Regions from separate parts of the Mus musculus genome. Here region 2 is linked to region 1. The links are chromatin contacts, called in public Hi-C maps. All regions are on one chromosome and are shown on one strand. Each heading gives the region's core, a stretch centred on a gene start, on an enhancer-like site or on the middle of the called end of the contact. The rest is flanking DNA. Distances are from core to core; before and after follow the strand shown.

Region 1 (4,809 bases), core at 1,271-3,770:
TGCCAGGCTGCAGCTGCGAAAAAGAAACGTGAGAAGATGAGGAGTGAGGAGTCAGTTTTGGTAGTGGTGTTTGTAGCAGGATCTGCAAGGTCAGGCCACAGAAACCTGGATCTGCAAGGACCTTATGACCAATGTATAGGTCCCAGTGAGATCAAGCCTTACTTAATCCTTGAAGAAATCACCACCTGACTTCGATTCCGATAGGACTGGTGTGCAATATTCAGCTGACTGATAGGATCTTTTTGAATGCCTGTTTCTGCTTTTTTTTCCCCTCCCTTTTTGGCACTCAGTGGCACAAACCAGCTGTCCAGCAGGCAGAATGCTTTCCCTCCCTCCCTCTACTTGTTCAGGACAATGTACTTCACCTCTCAACGAACCGAGGCACCATAATCACGTGCCCTTTCCACTCCGTTTTACTTCTTCCCTCTCTGGCATCAAATAGAAGTCTGTTATACTAAGACAGCTTGCCTTAGTGTCGCTCCCTCTACTCTGAACTCCCTGGGGGAGGGTGGGGGGGGTACTGTCCGGCGGGCTGCGGGATTTACGTGTTCCTCTGCACATCCCACACGCTGAATTCACAAGACCCAAAGAGAGATGATCCAACCCAGGATGCTAGGCTTGCATTCAGGAGGTATCTTCAGCAGGCTGCAGTAATTTCCAGAGAGAAACAACCCCGTAGAGCCATGCTCAGTTCGCTTTGCCCCGCTCGGGAAGAGAAAGCCGGTCCCTGTCCTCCCTTTGGTCCAGTGGTACATCCCACCCGTCCTCTGGGCCCCGCTAGAGTCTCCTTACCTGCAGGTGGTCTTACCAACGCCACCCTTGCCCCCGACGAAGATCCACTTAAGGCTACGCTGCTCGATGATATTGCTAAGCGTGGGTTCCAGCGGCTCCACATCAGGTGCATCCTCGAACTCTTCTGCTTCAACCCCCCACCCGGCCACCCCCGCCGCCATCTTGGACCCGGCTCACGTGATTAATCGGGGCGCACCACGTGCTAAATACGTACAGGGGAAATGAGTCTGCCACAGCCCTGTACAGGCTGGAAGTCTGACTTATTTTACTCCTGCATTGACATTTGGAGATAATGAGCGCTATCTTTTCACCATTTTATGAGTCAAGGGCTCACCTTTGTGAACTTTTGTCTGTAGTTTTCTAAGGATTCCCCTGTCTCGCGGACATATTGGTATGACCCAGACTACTGCTCTTCACTGATTGGGCCCTGAGTCTTGCGGCACTCTTTTCATTGGATGAATCTTGTCTTACTTCCACTAGTCACGCTCAAGTCCCTGCAGGCGTCAACCTCTCCTTAGCAACCAGGCAAACATCCTGGCCAAGCTTTTTGCGTGAAGTTAGAGCAGAGGTAGCTCTTGATTCCATAGGCTCAGTTTCCTGATTATCATTTCCCCCTTACTTTCTGTGTTGGACCTCAACATCTCTTCCGGTCCTCCAGTTACCCAGTTGGTTGTGAGCCACATGGTTTCTGTCGCAAACCAATTACGAACGAACTGGTTATTTGGCTGAGGGTCGATTAAAAGACTCCATTTGCTGCAGAGTATGCAGACTTTCCCCCTGTGTTCCCGGAACTCCCATGTTGGGCAGGAATGATTCCTGCAACAAGTCGTCCTTGTAGAAAGAACTTTAATTTCTGAAACTCTTATTGCGCTTGGCACTCTGCTTTCTCTCTGGGTGTGCTCCAAGTTCAGCAAATGCAATTTTAATCGAGTCCCTGTCCTTGGGAAAGAATACAAGGGTCCTTAGTCCCTTCATGCAGTACGCAGCTCAAAACATTAAGTCTTAGGTTCTCAGCCTGGAAATACGTTCGGCTTCATTTTAGTGCTCCAGCCTCTTTAAATACTAATCTCAGGCAGTGTCTAGCTGCACGCAGCCAGCGGTTTTCTTTCTTTCTTTCTTTCTTTTTGGTTTTTCGAGACAGGGTTTCTTTGTGTAGCCCTGGCTGTCCTGGAACTCACTTTGTAGACCAGGCTGGCCTCGAACTCAGAAATCCGCCTGCCTCTGCCTCCTGAGTGCTGGGATTAAAGGCGTGCGCCACCACGCCCCGCTGCCAGCGGTATTTTTATTTCAAGCTAAGAGATTAACTTCAGAGACAGATGTCAAACCTGGAGATGCTTCCATTCTAATAGGAGGTATCAAGTTAGATATGCTTTGTAGACCTAGTTAGGGGCCACACAAGTTCCCAAGGGACAATTGAAAACACAGGCTCCAAACAAGATCCGTTCAGTTACAGAGTTCTGGTGGCTGCCTGGGATTGTTCTCTTAGCCCTTACAGGGGGCCTGGGTCCCAAACGATGGTCCCATTCTCGGGGAGCTTCTGGCTGCTTAGCTAACTCGTATCTAGCAGGATTAGGGAACCGAGGACCAGAAGGAAAGGGACCGGCTTCTGGGCTCCATCGCCTGGTGGCCAGGTCAGAACCCTTTGGCCCCACCTAAGCTCCGCCCACTCTGCGTTGGCTTCTGGGTTCCGACCTCTCTTCCCAGCATGCATTGCTCCAGACGAAGCCAGTCCCGCGCCAAGCGCGCGGTCTGAGAGCCTTTCCCGACGTCCTTTGCACGGCATCTGGCCACAAAATGGCTGCCCGAGGGAGACGGGCGGAGCCTCCGGGTCGGGAGGCGCCCGGCCCGGCGGGCAGCGGCAGGAGCCGATGGGCTGAGTCGGGACCGGGAACGTCACCCGAGAGTGGGGACGACGAGGTGTCGGGCTCGAGTCCGGTGTCCAGCGGTGTGAACTTGTTTGCCAACGATGGCAGCTTCCTGGAGCTGTTCAAGCGGAAGATGGAGGAGGAGCAGCGGCAGCGGCAGGAGGAGCCACCCCCGGGCCCGCAGCGACCCGATCCACCGGCCTCCGCCGCGGCGGGCCCAGGGAATCCGAAGAGGAAGGGCGGCCCAGGCCCCACGCTCAGCTTCGTAAGGAGCCGCGGGGGTGGGGGCGGGCGCCGGGGCCCGCGTTGGCTGGGGGAGTCGGGCCCGGGAAGGGGCGTCATGGTCCAAGGCAGTCCTCCGCCCGGCTGCCTGGACGGTCCCGGTCGCTTGCTGAGAATCTCGAGCCTGGATTCCGGACCAGAGGTGTTTCTGGGCGGGAATGGGAATCCTTAGATCTCATTCGTGGGACCTGAGAACCGGGAAATTGCATTGGAAGCAGCGCTCTGGGGTTAGGGGGCCCTAGATGCTAGGATTCCCGTTTGATTTGTACCCAGACTTTGAATAGTGAGGCCCACATATAATGTGGGGGAAAAAGAGGAGACACATTTAAATCCCGAGTCTGCTGTAATCGTTAGACTCGACTCGGACCACGGACCGTAGCCGGGCGTGGTGGTACACGCCTTGTATTACAAGCACTCCGGATGCAAGAAGAGGAGAATTCGAAAAAGTGAGACCTTGTCCCAACTAAACAAAACCAACCAACCAATAACAAAAAGCAAATCACCGACTTTGTGGCCTTAGCAAGATCAATCGATTCCTTTCTTTATTATTTAACTAATGTCCATTTATTTAGCACCTTATCTTGTGCTGAGTATTTATTGGTGGTGTCTTTGACAGAAAAGAACGTTGTTTGTTTGGAGTGTGGGTGGCCTATCCTGATTTTCTGTAGTTCTAATAATTGAGATTTTGATGTATTTCATGAAGTGGTCCTAGGAAAGTCAGAACAGACTCTTAAAGAACAAGACCAGTGGTTCTCTACTGGGAGCAAGTCTCTTCATCCTCATGTATTTGGTAAAGTCTGTAGACATTTTGGTTGTCAAACTCTTAAGAGGAGATGCTAGTGACATCTATAGGTAGATAGCAGGGATGCTCTTCTGTATCCTATAACGCAAGGGATAACAAAGAATGATCTAGCTGAAAATGTCAAGTGTCATGTTGAGGAGCCTCGGGTTAAATAAGTTGGACATATACTCTGTTAGTTTTGAGCTTGCTTTGTCTCTGATGTTGAGACCTTGTAGTGGGGAGGAAGAAATGTTGGTTTGAGAATAACAGACTGTGGGTCAAATCTTGGATCCAGTTCTGTGGTTTGGGGTAAGGCTTAAGTTTGTTTAGGTCTTAAAAGGGGGTGTGTGTGAGCCTCCAAAGTGGCACATACATGGAATCCTAGCACTGTGGTGCTTGAGGCAGGAGGATTGCAGAGTCTGAACAAAGGTTACATTGTTTCTAAAAACAACACAGTGTGTGTGTGTGTGTGTGTGTGTGTGTGTGTGTGTGTGTGTGTGTGTCCAGTAGTGTGTGCCTGTAGTATCAGCTACTCAGGAGCTGAGAAAGGATCTGACGTGAAAGGATCTGACGTCCAGAATGAGTTCAGAGCCAGCCTGAGCAACTTAGTGAGACCCCGTCTCAGAAACGAGATCTGGGGATTTAACTCAGCAGAAGATCGCTTTGAATGCATGGGATCCTAGATTCCACCTGCAGTATTGCACAAAAGCGATTGTGGGAATAGTCCAGCAGTCACTGCCTAGTTAAAGGGTAAGAACAGGATAATCTCTTGAAGGCCCCCAGTTAAAGGGAGAACATGGGGCCAGGGTGAAAACCCAGAGCCAGACTGTTCTTAGAGGAAGTGGAAAGTAACAGGGCCTGGGTTGATGTGACAGTCCAGGAATAGGAGCAACAGTGGTGTCACTGCCTCTTTGACTTATTCCTGAGTAGCCATTGTCATTATATTCCTAAAAACGCCAGGCCAGCTCAGGGTAGGAGAATGAGGGATGCTTTGTGGTTCAGGGTGCTCCCGCTGGCCTTGCACATCTGATCCTGAGTCTGTTGTTGGCAGCCTGTCCTATTTCTCCCAGAAACTTGTCTTTATTTCTA
Region 2 (5,028 bases), core at 1,549-4,048, 3.2 Mb after region 1:
CTTACTACTCCATCAAAGAAATCATTCTGTAAATGATCACGGCTTCGTCTCTTACCTAAGTCCTTCCTCAAATAACACTACCTCAGAGCAGCCTTCCCTGCTTAGCTCATCTAAAAATAGGATTCCTTTAGCCTGCTTTTTCCCCTTAGCACTGACCAGAGTGGGATTATATGCTTGCTTCACTCACTGGACACAAGGTCCATGAAGGCATGGACCTTATCAACATTGTTCTTTGCTGTATCCTCAGAACCTGGTATATAATTGCCTCTTGACATATTTGTTGAATTAATTGAATGGATTGAGTTTGAATATTTACCTCTCTTTGCCTCCTCATTCAGGCAGTAAATTCACGGAAAGCTGCCAAATACCCTGGTTGATTAACTTCTCTAAGGTCACTTTAACTTAGCTCTGTGTGGAGGATAGATAGCTCAGGATCTGCTGACAGCTTGAAGGAGTGGCTAAGTTACAGGCAGGACTGGGCCGACTGGGCAGGGTTGGGCAGCCAGCATTCCTTGCTGCTGCATGATATCCCTGAGGGTGGTAGCTCACCCACATTTGATTTGATTTTATTTTTGTTTTTGATTTTTGGGTTTTTTTTTTTTGTTTGTTTGGGGGGGGACGGGACAACAGGGTTTCTCTGTATAGCCCTGGCTGTCCTGGAAATCACTCTGTAGACCAGGCTGGCTTTGAACTCAGAAATCTGCTTGTCTCTGCCTCCCAAATGCTGGGACTAAAGGCATGCGCTACCATGCCCGGCTTACATTTGAATTTATAAAGTACTTTTACAATTTTTTATTTTTATGTACATTAGAGTTTTGCTTGCATGTAAGTCTGTGTTGTGTGTCAGATCCCCTGGAACTGGACAGTTGTGAGTTGCCATGTGAGTGCCGGGATTTGAACTTGGGTCCCCTGGAAGAGCAGCCAGTACTCTTAGAGGCTTTAAAGGTTGAGCCATCTCCAGCTCCTATAAAGTGCTCTTGTATATCATCTTATTTGATCATTTTTGCTAGCCTCTAGTAGTTCTTCACATTTGCTGAAAGAAAAAAAAATAGCTCACATACAACAAATAACTTTTGTTAAGGTACTATTGTAATGGAAAAAAAATTAAATATACAAAAATGTAAAAAAATACCAATGGCAGTGACTTATAACATGACATTTGCAGAAAAGTGCAAAATAACTGAATGTCTTGTATTTTGACATGTATTGTACAGAGACTTGGGGAAGAAATGGAAACATTTAATAGTGTGTCTTCACTTTCATGTGTGTGTGTGTGTGTGTGTGTGTGTGTGTGTCCCCGTCCGGAAAAGGAGGGCTTGAGTCTCAAGTTGTTATGTAGCTATGGATGGCCATGAATCGGAGATTCTCCTTTCCTGCTGAGGGTCTGGCACCAACCTCAGGGCATTTCGTGTGCTAAGCAAGCACTCTAATAGAGTTACAATTAGCTCAGCCAGTGGTCATTGTATTCTTTTTTTTTTTTTCCCCCTAAGAAAAAACGTAGAGCAATGATTCATTCTGTGACAAACAGATTTTTAATCCTTTGCAAAATAAGTAAATAAACAAAACCAATCACCACCACCCCAAACTTTCCAGGATATTGAACTGGGCACAGAGCCAAAACTCAAGTGTCAGTCAGGGACTCGGTTCTGGAATTTGCAGCGAGCTTGAAGCATGCGCACAGTAAGTGTTCTAGTCTTCTGGATAATGTTAATTACTGACAACCACCCCCTGCCCCCTTTTTGGTTATTTTTCGCGCCAGAAGAAAGCTACACAAATGGGCATTCTATGAAAAACGATCATTAACCGCAACGGTAGTGTGATTTTAGGTTTAAAAGGCTTCGAGTATTCTTAGTTATGAAAGTTGAGGGGCTTTGAGCTCGTAAGTGCACCTTGGAACAGCCGCGCTGTGTGGCCCTCCAGCCGGGCAGCGGTGCCAGCACTCGCGACCCAGAGGCCGCTGAGACCGCTCCGGAACCGAGATGCGCGTGCAGCCGCGTGCTAACCCGGCCCTTGAGCGGAAGCCCGCCCTTCTCGTGCTCGCGCGGCGCGCGGCCAGGAGCCCCGGGGCCGCGCCGGGACCGAGGGGCGGAGCCGGCGGTCCGGAGCGGGGTGGGCGGCGCAAACCAGTCACTTTCCGCGGAGTCGGCAGCCGCCTCGTGTGCCTCGGCGGCGCTTGAGCGGCAACAGAGTCCTGCGGCGGCGCGCGCGTCCGAGGTGCCCGGAGGCCCAGGTACGTGCGACCCCAGCTAAGCTAGCGCGGGACGGTTGACCAGGCGGTTGCGGCCCCGCTGCCTGCAGCCTGCCGCGGCCTCTGTGACGCGCGGTGCGGCCTCGGGGAACCCGCGGACGGCTGGCAGCAGGGACGGGGCGGGGCGAGCGCGGCGGCGGGGCAGGCGGAGCGGAGCGAGGGGCGGAGCCGGCGGAGGCCCCGCCCCGGGGCCGAGCAGCACGGACGCTACGGAGCAGGCGCGTCCCGCTGCCGCCGCCGCTGCCGCCGCCGCCGCCGCTGCTGCTGCCGCCGCCGCCACCACCGCCGCCGCCGCTCGCCCTTCTCGGGATCCGCCGCCGCCATTTGCACGGGAACCCCGGTGACAGGGGCTCGGCGGAGGGGCGGAGGGAGGGGGGAGGGCCTGCGAGCCCCGAGGGCGGGAGCGACGCCGCCGGCGCCGGCCAGGCTCCCTGCGCTACCGCGCCGCCCGTGGCGGAACCCGGGTGGCAGCGGCGGCGGCGGCCGAGGGCGGGCGTGCGCCTGAGGCAGCGGCGGCGGCGGCGGCCCTGCGGGCGGCCGGGAGGGGCGGGGGCAGCGGCCGCCGCCGTTTGATGGATCCGAGGATCGCCTGGTTCCAGCCAGAGCAGCTCGGACCGTCCAATAGTCTGTGGATGCAGATCTGGGAGACGACCCAGGGGCTGAGGAACCTCTACTTCAACCACCACTGTCACAGCAGCGGCGCGAGCAGCGCGAGCGGCGGGAGCGGCAGCGGCCCCGGCAGCCCCGGCGGCACGGCCCCGGCCCCGGCCGGCATGTTCCGCTCGGGGGAGCGCCCACTGGGCGGCCTCGCCGTGCCCGCGGAGCAGCGGGACTTCCTGCCCCTGGAGACGACCAACAACAACAACAATCACCACCAGCCGGCGGCCTGGGCACGGCGGGCATCGGCGGGCCCCTCGGCGTCGCCGGTCCCATCGGCTCCCTCGTCCCCGCGACCGGCGGCCGCACTCCCCGCCTCCGAGTCTACCGACCCGGCCTCGGGCAGCAGCAACAAGAGGAAACGTGACAACAAGGCCAGCACCTACGGACTCAACTACAGCCTGCTGCAGCCCAGCGGAGGGCGCGCGGCCGGAGGCGGACGGGCGGACGGCGGCGGGGGCGTGTACAGCGGGACCCCGTGGAAGCGACGGAACTACAACCAGGGAGTCGTGGGGTGAGTGCTGGCGTCGTGGCCTGCGTCTTGGAGGGTCGGCACACCCGCACAGCGGGGAACACGCCCACAGGCGGGAGGGGGGGATGATGGGTGGGGGATGGGGAGCCCCAGTGGGGCCTCCAGAGCATCGGTGGCCATTCATTCCTTCATAGCTTGACCAGTCTCGGTGGACCTTTCTTTGGAATTCCTTTGGAAAAAGTGGAGCTATCCTCTCCTTTTCGTAGTCATCTCTACCTTCCTCCTCTCCTAACTGTCCACACCTTCCCGATGCATTCTTGCTTGTCCTTCTCCTGGATCTTTCTATGCTCTAGAATTCAGCCTGCCCTCTGATCCCTTTCTGTCCTCCACACCTTGCTCCCCACCACCACACCCCAAGATGAAGCCCCTTAGCATCGGGCTAGTTAACTTCCTGAGAACGTTTCTGCCTTAGCGTCTTTAGATGTTAGGACCAGGAGGTGCTCTTCTTGCCAAGAATAGAAACATCCAGAATGCTCCTTCCCCTCCCCCAGTCCACGACGAAAATCTCCTCAGCCCTGAAAGACACTGCCTGCTCTTGATCCTTTGGCCCATCTTTTATATTTACTTAAGGAAAAAAAAAAAAAAAGCCAGTGTTTGCCATGTCTGTCGTGAGCAGAAAGCACTGAGTGACAGCTAGCTTGAAGTTGTCATAGATGGTGAGCTTTTCTGAGCCCTGACAGAACTTTGCAGGAGTTCATGGTCGGCAGCTTCTCACTGTGAGGTTGTCACTGTGGCAGAGGTAGCAGTGGTTTTCATTTAGGGGTGCTGGTGTTAGTGTGTGAATGTTGCACCACCGGTGACTTTGTGTTTAAAGTTCAGCTCTTACAAAATGGAATCTTACCTGAGCCCTAGTGAATTATGTACATAAGCTGGGAATGTTTCCAGCCTGCTTTTCCTTTGGGAAGAGCCCCTGTGTTGGCTGGATTAGGTTACTGAGTCTTTTCTTCTCGTTCTTTTTTTTTCCCTTTTCATAAACTTATGCTTTTGGATTTTGGTGTAGTGTGTGTGTGAGAAGTGTAGAGTGTGGTTTGTGTAGCTCCAGTATGGAAAACCAGCTCTGAAGGTTTTTGAGGGCAGTTTCTCGTTTTCAGGTACTGATCTGTAGTTAGGCCTCAGGAAATCAATCAGTAATCCCGTGTGAACTTTCTTAGACTCACCCAGTCAGCTCTGCCCTGGTTTTGGCAAGGAGAGATAGTTGTGTGTACCTTTTTGAAGGTTTGGTAAAATGAGTTGGTGGGTTCCATCTGCTGTAGTGGGCTGGTGTCTGCTCAGTACACTACTATTACAACTCCCACCTTTTATGGAAAAATGCAGTCATGTGGTTCAGGAGTGATGCTGGGGAATGCCTCATAGCTGCCCTCGTTTTCCAGAGGAGATCCTTCCTGGCTCAGGCATTTTTGCCAGCTTCAAGGGCGCTCTCCATGGTCATCACCTTACATTAAAGATTTGTGGTTCCATCCTGTTAGCCTTCCCATGGCAAACATAAACCTGTGGTTTAGTGGCAACAACTTAATGCTGAGGGTTCTGGTGGTCTTGTCTTCCTCGAGTGAGCTCTGCTTAGGTAATCACTGTCAAATAATACCTGGAAGGT

What was found. A called contact is a pair of places that touch in the nucleus more often than the background predicts.
Region 2: a Hi-C map of B cells shows a contact between it and region 1, with 5 read pairs. The contact joins the promoter of Tent4b here to the promoter of Trir in region 1.

The regions. Positions count from the first base shown.
Region 1 is chr8:85,024,313-85,029,121 of GRCm38.p6, forward strand. It overlaps Trir (telomerase RNA component interacting RNase), which reads left to right and starts at 2,521. Exons shown (of 3, transcript NM_026760.3): 1 at 2,521-2,922. The coding sequence starts at 2,587. It overlaps Get3 (guided entry of tail-anchored proteins factor 3, ATPase), which reads right to left and starts at 975. Exons shown (of 7, transcript NM_019652.2): 1 at 793-975; 2 at 1-13. The coding sequence starts at 953.
Region 2 is chr8:88,197,084-88,202,111 of GRCm38.p6, forward strand. Tent4b (terminal nucleotidyltransferase 4B) reads left to right here and starts at 2,799. Exons shown (of 12, transcript NM_001372333.1): 1 at 2,799-3,419. The coding sequence starts at 2,821.